2 separate regions of the Mus musculus genome follow, and region 2 is linked to region 1. Evidence: chromatin contacts called from public Hi-C data. All regions are on one chromosome and are shown on one strand. The core of a region is the stretch at or near the end of the contact, and the rest is flanking DNA. Distances in the headings are between cores, read along the strand shown.

Region 1 (4,254 bases), core at 989-3,488:
GACTGTCATGAGGACAGGGTCCAGCACATGGCTCCTGCCATAAGAGAAAGGTGAGAGGTGGCAGGTCTTCTCCTGGGTCCTGACTCTTTACTGGAACTCAGCCTGGATGGACAGATGGGGCCTCCATGCCTCCCCATGTGGTCTCAGAGCTAGGTGAGTGACCCCAGCACTGTTTGGCCTTTCACAGCCTACCAATGGAAATGATTCTTGAGGGAGTCCTAACATGCCACTTGGGTTCCAGGGGAAGCACTTGCTATGGTTTGGATCTGGAATGTACTGAAAAAGTCTATGTGTTAAAAGCTTGGGTCTTAAGCCCCTGGCACTTTTGGAAGGTGGTGGCAGCGGGAGGTCTTCAGATCAGATCGTAGAGGACACACCCGTGATTCAGGTAGTGGGATAGAGTCCCTTTCTGTTTCTTTTTCACTCCTGTCCATGAAGCTGGGACTCTGCTCTGTCATGCACCACCACCTGTACTTTGGAACTTTCTGGAGGTGGACTATTGCTGGAACATGGAGATCATGTGGCTAAATCAATGGAAGATTGATGGTGGCAATATCTACTTTGATGTTGTTGAAGCCAATGTAGAGACCAGAAGCCAAAAATATACTACGTATGCTCCCCTCCCCCGACTTTTACCATCTGGTCTCAAGGACTCAGGTGGTGCTACAGAGGAAATACCTGTCCATCTGTCCAAATTGGGGAGGAACAGAGACCTAACTCTATAATCTTTTCTTTATAAATGATTCCTATTTGGCATATTTTAGAAAGTCTTCCATATCCCAAGGTTTTAAGCAAGAGACAAGCTACCAGAGAGGGCTTGCCTCTCCCAAACTACCTGTCCCATGGGGTGAACGTGCTGCAGCAAACAACTGGTGTTTGTAGGCGGGGTCTACTAGTCCCTTGTCTAATTGCTGTGATAAAACACACAGCAAGAGCAACTTGGGGAAAGGGTGGTTCACTTTGGCTCACAGTTCCAGAGGATAAAGAGCATCGTGACAGGGAACATGGGCAGCACTGCCTGGGGAAACTGGTCACATTGCATCCAAGTCAAGAAAGAGATAAACACTGGTGCTCCTTTTTCTTCAGCCCAAGTCACCGAGTGGGATGGTACCACCACAGTTAGGGTGGACCTTTCCACCTCATTAGCCTAATCAAAAAAATCCCTCACAGCCATGTCCAGAACTTTGTTTCCATGGTGATTCTAGCTCTGGACACATTGACACTATTAACTATCACCTAGGTTTCTTTCATAGATTTCACAGATTTTACTAAGATAATAGCCAGTCAAATTGATGGAGATGTGCTGCATCCTTGCAACGGGCCTCAAAGGAAAGAAGGCGTGACAGACACACATCCACAGAATCTGGGATGACATGGTCTGGGCTCTCTCATGGAAAAGGCTGCAGAACCCTGGGAACCCAGCCTGTTTAATACATACAGTTGGACACAGAGAGGGGTTACAGTTCAACATATAGCTGAATTAAGATGGCAGGGTTTATAGTATACAGCTGAACAAGGAGACAGGCTTAGCTCATCACTAGGAGCAGTCTCTGTGGGGGACCAGTCTTCAGGCGGTAAACATCCAGGAGGACAAAGCTAGAGAGGACATTTCTGCACACCCCGTTAACGTTAGAACGTCAGACAGGAGGGGTGGCTTTTCCAGTCCCATGGCTCTAAGGCACTGGGCTCCTTGATACGGCTATGCCCATATCAAACAAAATACACATTCACCAGGGCTCCAGTCACTATGGAGATAGAAAAAGATAACACTCAAGTCTGGCAAGAATGTGGAGAGACAGGCACCACTCTACATATATCATTCAGAGTACAAACCATGCCAAGTACAAACAACCCAGAGCCACTGGGTACTTGGTATGTAACGTAAGTCTGAAAATTCTTTAGGCTCATACACCCAGTAGTTCCATTTCTATTTAGCTCTAGTTGAGGTTCAGAAGTGTGGATAGAGATCTAAGTACGAAGGAGCTTAATCTAACTTTTTTTTTTCTGTGAGCAAAAAAGTTAAACTACCATTCGGCAGTATGATATAGTCCCATTTGGACCATTAAGCAAAACAAAACCCAAAACAAACAAGAAAAAAAACCAACTTCCAGGTAAATTACCACAGCCAAAGCCCACAGGGAACCGGCCTACCGGAGCTGCCGCGGGCACGCATGCGCGGGCATGGGCGCGGGGTGGGGCTTGCGCGGCTCTCCCTGCGCCGCAGCCACGCCCACCTCAGTTAGGTAACACGTGACCCAGTGAGTCGGGCTCTGCCTAGTGAGCAGCCCAGCCCAGCAGCCCAGCTCGGGGCCCAGCCCGGGGCCGAGCCCGGGGCAGTGCAGACTTGGTGACCTCAGAACCCGGAGGTGCGTGACCTCGACCCCGGAGCCGCGCAGGGGAGGAGCCGCCCGGAGGCGGGACTCTCAGTCCGGGTGCGAGGGAAGTGAGTGTGGGCTGCACGCCAGGTGGCGTTGGGGCGGGGGCAGGACCGGGCCACCGGGTGGGCTGCGGTCACGCACACCCCACTGGCCTGCTGGCTCGCCCGGCCTCTTGTGCGCCGAGAGAGAGAGAGCGGGAGCCGGTTCGGAAAGTCTCTCGCTGCATTGGCACTCCGGGGATTTGGACCGGCTCCAGAAAGCTCCATCTGAGCTTGTTTTCCGAGAACCTGTTGGAGTGTTTCTGCTTGTTTTGTTTTGTGAGGCTATGAGAGACCTGGAGGGAAGGCTGCTGAACTTTGGGAAGAAGATGAAAATGAAAACATTTACTTATTTATTTGTAGAGATTTCCGTAAACTAGATGAAGACAAGAGATTATCCATTTTACAAGTCGAGGTCACGTCTGTTTCTTAGGGATGGTTTCAGCCGCGATTGTTACTCGTTTGTTGGTTTTCTGAGACTAGTTAGGTAGGCTTTACCTCCTTGTTTAGCTGAAGGTGATCTTGAACCCCTGATCCTCGTCCTGCCTCTGCCTCCCTAGTGTTGGTGTTACAGGCTCAGGCCAGGATGCCCGGCACTAATTTTTAATTATACTGTTTTTCCACAGTTAGATTTTTGTTTTGGAAGCTTTACTTTCTAAATCATTCCATGCTAGATTTCATATGTAACATTTAAAAGCAAACTCAACTATATTTGGAACGGAGTTTCATTTGAGCACGTTAGGTACCTAGCACTGCCTTGCATGCTGTGGTTGCAGAGATAAGCAATATGGACAGGGTGCCTACTTCTTTGTGGTCACTGGCGGTGGGAATGCACACAGGGGCTGCCGCTGCAGGAATCAGTATGAAGCATTCTCAGAAGACTGACATTCGACCTGCCTGTACAACATCTTATGTAGCCAAAGATCTAAGTCCTACCACAGAGATACATGCACTGTGTGCGGTACAAGGCTGCATACCACAAGAAATGGAACTGATCTAGATGACTGTTGCCAGTTGGATTTTTTTAAACTGATACAAATGGATTTTTAAAATCGGTACATATACACAATAGAATTTTACTTTGCCACAAAGAAAAATGAAATCATGATATTTGTGGGAAAATGTTGGAACTAGAAATGACCCTGCTAAGTGAAATAAGCCAGACTCACACAAATGCTGGTCAGCCTTGGATACCTGAACACAATGCCCCCCTCTCCCAGAATCTACCATTGGCCAATAGTTCAGAAGTAAGAAGCGGTGCCTCACGAGCCACTTCCCTGATCCCTGTCTTGACAGCGCCAACCTTGTGCGAGCTCAGCACAGTAACAAGGTTGCTGGGCATGTATGATTGCAGTGGCTATATCTAATGAGTGGGATTTCAGAGCACTTCCTCTGTCCGCTGCCTTTGAAGTCTTTTGGTTCCCTGTCTTACAGTTGTTCCTAAGCCTTAGAAGGGATGCTATAAACATCTTATTTCAGGCTGATTCCTCAGCTTTCCTTAGCCTCAGTATCTATACTGCATTCCATGAGACTCTGCATTCACCATCGATGGCAAAGAGAGGTCTCTCTGGGGCTGAGAGCAGCATTTATTTGGCTGTGCTTATAAGCACAGATACTTAGAAGGACAGTTTGACTCTTCGTCAATTAAGCTGAACAACAGTAATAAGTTTCCCCAGGACCTCTCTAGGCATAGGCGATAGACAGGTTTTTCAGTACTGGGCATTGATTCCCATCTGCCCACAAATCCAGTCAGAGAAGGATTGGTTGTCTCCCTAAGAGTTGTGCCACTATTACAATGGTGGCTACATCTTGCCTGCCAGGTTGTGATTATAGTTCAT
Region 2 (4,254 bases), core at 1,271-3,770, 38 kb before region 1:
TTTAAAAAATTGAAATACATTACTTTTAGTCTTTTACCTTTAAAAACAGCGTTCGAAAGTATTCCGTGCCATTTATTTGTGGTGTTGGTGGGCATATGGCTTCTGTCCATATCTTAGCTATGATATATTAACATGATTGTTACTTACTTCTTGTATTCTTTGGGAGTATTTCCAAGAATGTAATAATACAGCTTTGACTGAGGGAATTCTTGGACTTTGCATAAGCATGATAATAGTACTAATGCTGAGTGGCTCTTCAGACGTTTGTACACACATGTAAACTCAGCATACAGAGAGCACTAGCATTTGCTGTTTCAGAAGAATAGAGGCAGCACTAGTCTGTCACCACCACCTAACACCACACTTTTAGTTTCCATTTGGGCATGTGTAAAGTGATATTCCCTGTGAACCAGTATACACTTAAATAAATATCCGTGTACATCCTCATTTCCAAGATGAACTTGGAAATGATCACTCCTTCGATATATACCAACCACATCAGAATGCTGTTTTTATGAACAATTGTGAAATGGTATTACAGCGCTGTATTTTTGAAACCAAAGTAAATTTCCTAATAGCAATATTGTATCCAATGAAAAAAATGGCTGCTTCTTAAAGTAAATGCCCATATGTGCATAAAGCCGTGTAGCAGTGGAATGGTGTTGTATCATTTTACCTACTAAAATAGGTGATTATGCCTACTAAGAAGGTACCTTGCATAAACTGATATATCTCTTCATACATTTTTGTATTGGCAGTGAGATTGACAAGAACATTGAATACATGTCTAACTTGAGAAGAGATAAATGGATGGTGGAAGGTAAACTCCGCAAGTAAGTTAATGTGCTGTCATGCTGGTAGTGTGAGACTCCTGGAGGCTGGTGGGCTGGAAAGATGGAATTTAAACTCTTTTGACCGGAAAGATAGTACTTAATCTGGAATAGTAAACTAACGATGGAATCTACAACTAATAAAACTTTTGTTCAGAGTCTATAGCCGACCAAAAAAAAAAAAAAGGGAATTAGATTTATTGAATTCATGCTTCAAACATAAAAGAGGTCTTTCTTTCTTCTTTTTTTTCCTCTCTGAAGGAGACCATGTTTTCCACTATTGTTGTCGCTACCATATTGCTTTTGTCTTACTAATGCCTGAGACTATCCTTTTTATTAGTGAGTTTATTAAAACTGCCTCTACAAAATCTAAGAACAATTATTCAACATTAACATTTAATTACTCTCCAGTCAGGAACCAGTACATTTATTAACTGTAAAAGGGAATCGTTCTCAAAGATTATGATGTGAGCCTATAATCCCAGCATTTGGAAAGCTGAGGCAGGAAAATCCAGAGTTTAAGACCAGCCTGGGTTACATAGCGGTACCTGTTCCCAAATGAAAACAAACAATCAGAGGCAGAGCAGTTGAGAGCCAGCAAGATGGCTCAGTGGTTGGGAGTGCTTAGTGCACTTGCAGAGGACCTGAGTTCAATTCCCAGCACCTCCATGGTGGTTTGCAGCCATTTGTAAATCCAGTTTCAGGACACCTGTGCCCTCATCTGTCCTCTGTGGGTACCAGGCACTCAACGTAGTGCCCATGCATACATTCAGGGAAAACACATAAAATGAAAACTAATCAACTGAATGTTTAAAAAGATTACAAGATGAGTTTCTTTGCAGTAATTTGAACTGGAATTTAGTCAGGCACACAGTATAGAAATCAGGAAGAATTGGGGGGCTGGAGAGATGGCTTGGTGGTTAAGAGCCCTGGCTGCTCTGCCAGAGGTCTCTGATTCGGTTCCCAGCACCTACAACGACAGCTCAAAACCGTCTGTAACTCCAGTTTCAGGGAATCTGACACCTTCACAGACAGACATTCAGGCAAAATACCAATGCAAATGAAATTCATAATAATTCATAAAAATATTAATGAATTATTGGAAAAAGAAGAAATTAGGAAGTATCATTTGAACATTGATAGAGATATTCATCTCAGCTTTCAGAGTTTTGTTGGTCTAATGTCTTCTAATTACCACAAGGTGATTCATAGAACTTTATATATTCTGTAACTTGTGGAAACATATGTCTTAATTTTTCTTATACTTTTTTTTACTGCCATTGATATATTGCTGAGTACCGTTTTTTCTTAAGACTAAGCTTATCATGTGGATGTGTCACTGCTTGTCTGTAATCCCCGCACTTAGGAGGAGAAGGCAGGAGGATCACAAATTTCTAGGCCAGCTAACCTACTAAGTAAGACTCAGTTAAGACGCCACGTCCTGGTGGGGCATGCATCTTAGTGGTTGATGACTAAGAAGCAGTGAGTTGAATCCTCAGTACCTCGGAAAGAAGGGAAACAGAAAGCATTGGCATTGACCGCATGAGAATTATGATCTTAACGGGGGCAAGAGAACCTTTTTATTCTGTGCCTTCTGATGTTTAAAGGCTTAGGATAATTCATGCTAAGAAAACAGGCAAGAGAGACGCCTCAGGGGGCATTGACCTCGGGGAAGAACAACACCCCTTGGGCACGCCCACGCCAGGACGCAAGCGGAGAAGGAAGGGAGGGGACAGTGATTATGACGATGATGACGATGATGACAGCGACGACCAAGCTGATGAGGATGAGGAAGATGAGGAAGATAAAGATGACAAAAAAGGAAAGAAGACCGATATCTGTGAAGATGAGGTAATCAATGTCAGGTTCATGTATAAGAGGGAACAGGAGGGTGCAACCTGCCGGAAAACAACACGAAATGGAAGGCCGTGGGCTTCTCATTAATTCAGTTTGTAACATTTACTTGCCCCAGTTTCTTCATCTGAAGATGATTTCCTCCTCCTCCTCTTCTTTCTCCTCCTCTCCCCCCCCCCCATCTTCCTTTGTCTTCCTCCTCCCCTCCCCCAACCAGGCTTGTCCATGCCATGCTCCCAGCCTGAAAGTACTGTTGAAGTTGTCTCTTAAATTGTTTTGTGCTAATCAAGGAACAAGTCAGTGCCATGGCTGTATATGGAAGGGCACTTGGACGGAAGGAAAGGAACTGGGTGTGCTTTGTGTGTACAGACACTGCACTCAGCAGGCGTCTGACAGTGGTCCCCTAGGCTTGTGTCACCTGATGACATTGTTGGCATCTTGCTTTGTGTCAGTCTTCCTCGTGATAGTTTGACTATCATGAAATCACTAACTGCATTTGCTCTGAGTGGATCCCTGCCGTTAGGAACACGTGACTATCATCATCCCTCCAGGCCTCCCTAGATCTGTGTAGACTGATCTTCAGATCTCTCACACACCACTGGCACACCGTGCTATGCCTGCTCACTGCTCTTGCCTTAAAGGGCTTTATCAGGCTTAGTGAAAATGATGTATATGTCCAGCATTAGTTTCAGGCAACCTTACTAAAGATGGATACATCACTGAGCCCTCACCATGAATGAAGAAGTTTGGTTGTTTGGGGTACTTTTTTTTAATATACAGAATAGATATCAAATGTTAATTGGTGTGATAGGGAAGATGTTTAGTGTGTGTAACGTGCCCATGAAGAATATTTGGAGGAACACTCCCGTGAGCATTCTGCACCCATTAGCTAAGACATATGTGCTAGGGTAGACATGAGCTGGGGGAGACAGAAAAGAGTGTCTGGGGACAGCACACCATGCTGAGCAGTGTGTTTTGGACATTGTTTCCTTGTGAAGTACAAAGTTGGAGGGGTCACGTTTGGCGGTACATAACTATTTTTTTACCTTATTCCAATTTTCTATTGATTGAATTGCTATTTTTGCTTTAGTAAATTCTCAAGCATTTGCCCTGTTTATCAAAAGACTGCTTTACACCAATATATACTAAGCATCTGTTTGAGAGTCGGGTTTTAAGGAGTTGGGGCCTATTGTCTTTTTGAAGTTTCTTTTATTCCAGTTAGAATTCATGTTACTTTTAGTTCAGACATAACAACCAGAATAACTCTGTCCCTGGACTCTGATAAGAAGTATATAAATAATAGATAATGATAAAACTTTGACAGTCTTTCCTCCTTTCCCTTCCATTCACTAGGTCTAGTCTTTTCTGATGTATATGCATAAGTGGTAGTGACTTTTGAAAAAAGTGCTTTGTATGGCAAGAAATGTCAGGGAAAGATGACCAGAGATATATCAAAAGTCAATTGACAGACACAGCCCTCACTTTTATCTTTAAGCACTACCATTAAACAAGCGCTGATCTGAGGGCACAGCTCAGGCAGCTCAATGCTGAGACACTTCTGTAGTATCCG

What was found. Hi-C and Micro-C count contacts between places; a contact is called where the count stands out from the background.
Region 2: a contact with region 1 is called in a Hi-C map of olfactory sensory neurons, with 2.0 times the contacts expected there. The contact joins the enhancer-like site here to the promoter of Wdsub1 in region 1. A contact is called at or near these places in 1 of 39 promoter capture datasets (macrophages), 3 of 484 Hi-C or Micro-C datasets (bone marrow-derived macrophages, nephron progenitors and olfactory sensory neurons), 4 of 115 datasets of contacts at active chromatin or transcription factors (CD8 T cells, embryonic fibroblasts, embryonic stem cells and 1 more) and 4 of 9 other capture datasets (adipose tissue, embryonic stem cells, liver and 1 more).

The regions. Positions count from the first base shown.
Region 1 is chr2:59,880,590-59,884,843 of GRCm38.p6, reverse strand. Wdsub1 (WD repeat, SAM and U-box domain containing 1) reads left to right here and starts at 2,238. Exons shown (of 11, transcript NM_001379396.1): 1 at 2,238-2,366. Gm52554 (a long non-coding RNA gene) reads right to left here and starts at 2,165. Exons shown (of 3, transcript XR_003954039.1): 1 at 2,152-2,165.
Region 2 is chr2:59,918,722-59,922,975 of GRCm38.p6, reverse strand. Baz2b (bromodomain adjacent to zinc finger domain, 2B) reads left to right here. Exons shown (of 36, transcript NM_001001182.3): 23 at 759-833; 24 at 2,438-2,681. Among named protein-coding and RNA genes, the nearest start is that of Gm52554, 38 kb to the right of the region's middle. Within about 2 kb of position 2,520, at least 2 of the 459 cell types and tissues checked have an H3K27ac peak or open chromatin away from gene starts, as enhancers often do. A contact at or near this core is called in olfactory sensory neurons, where this site is marked.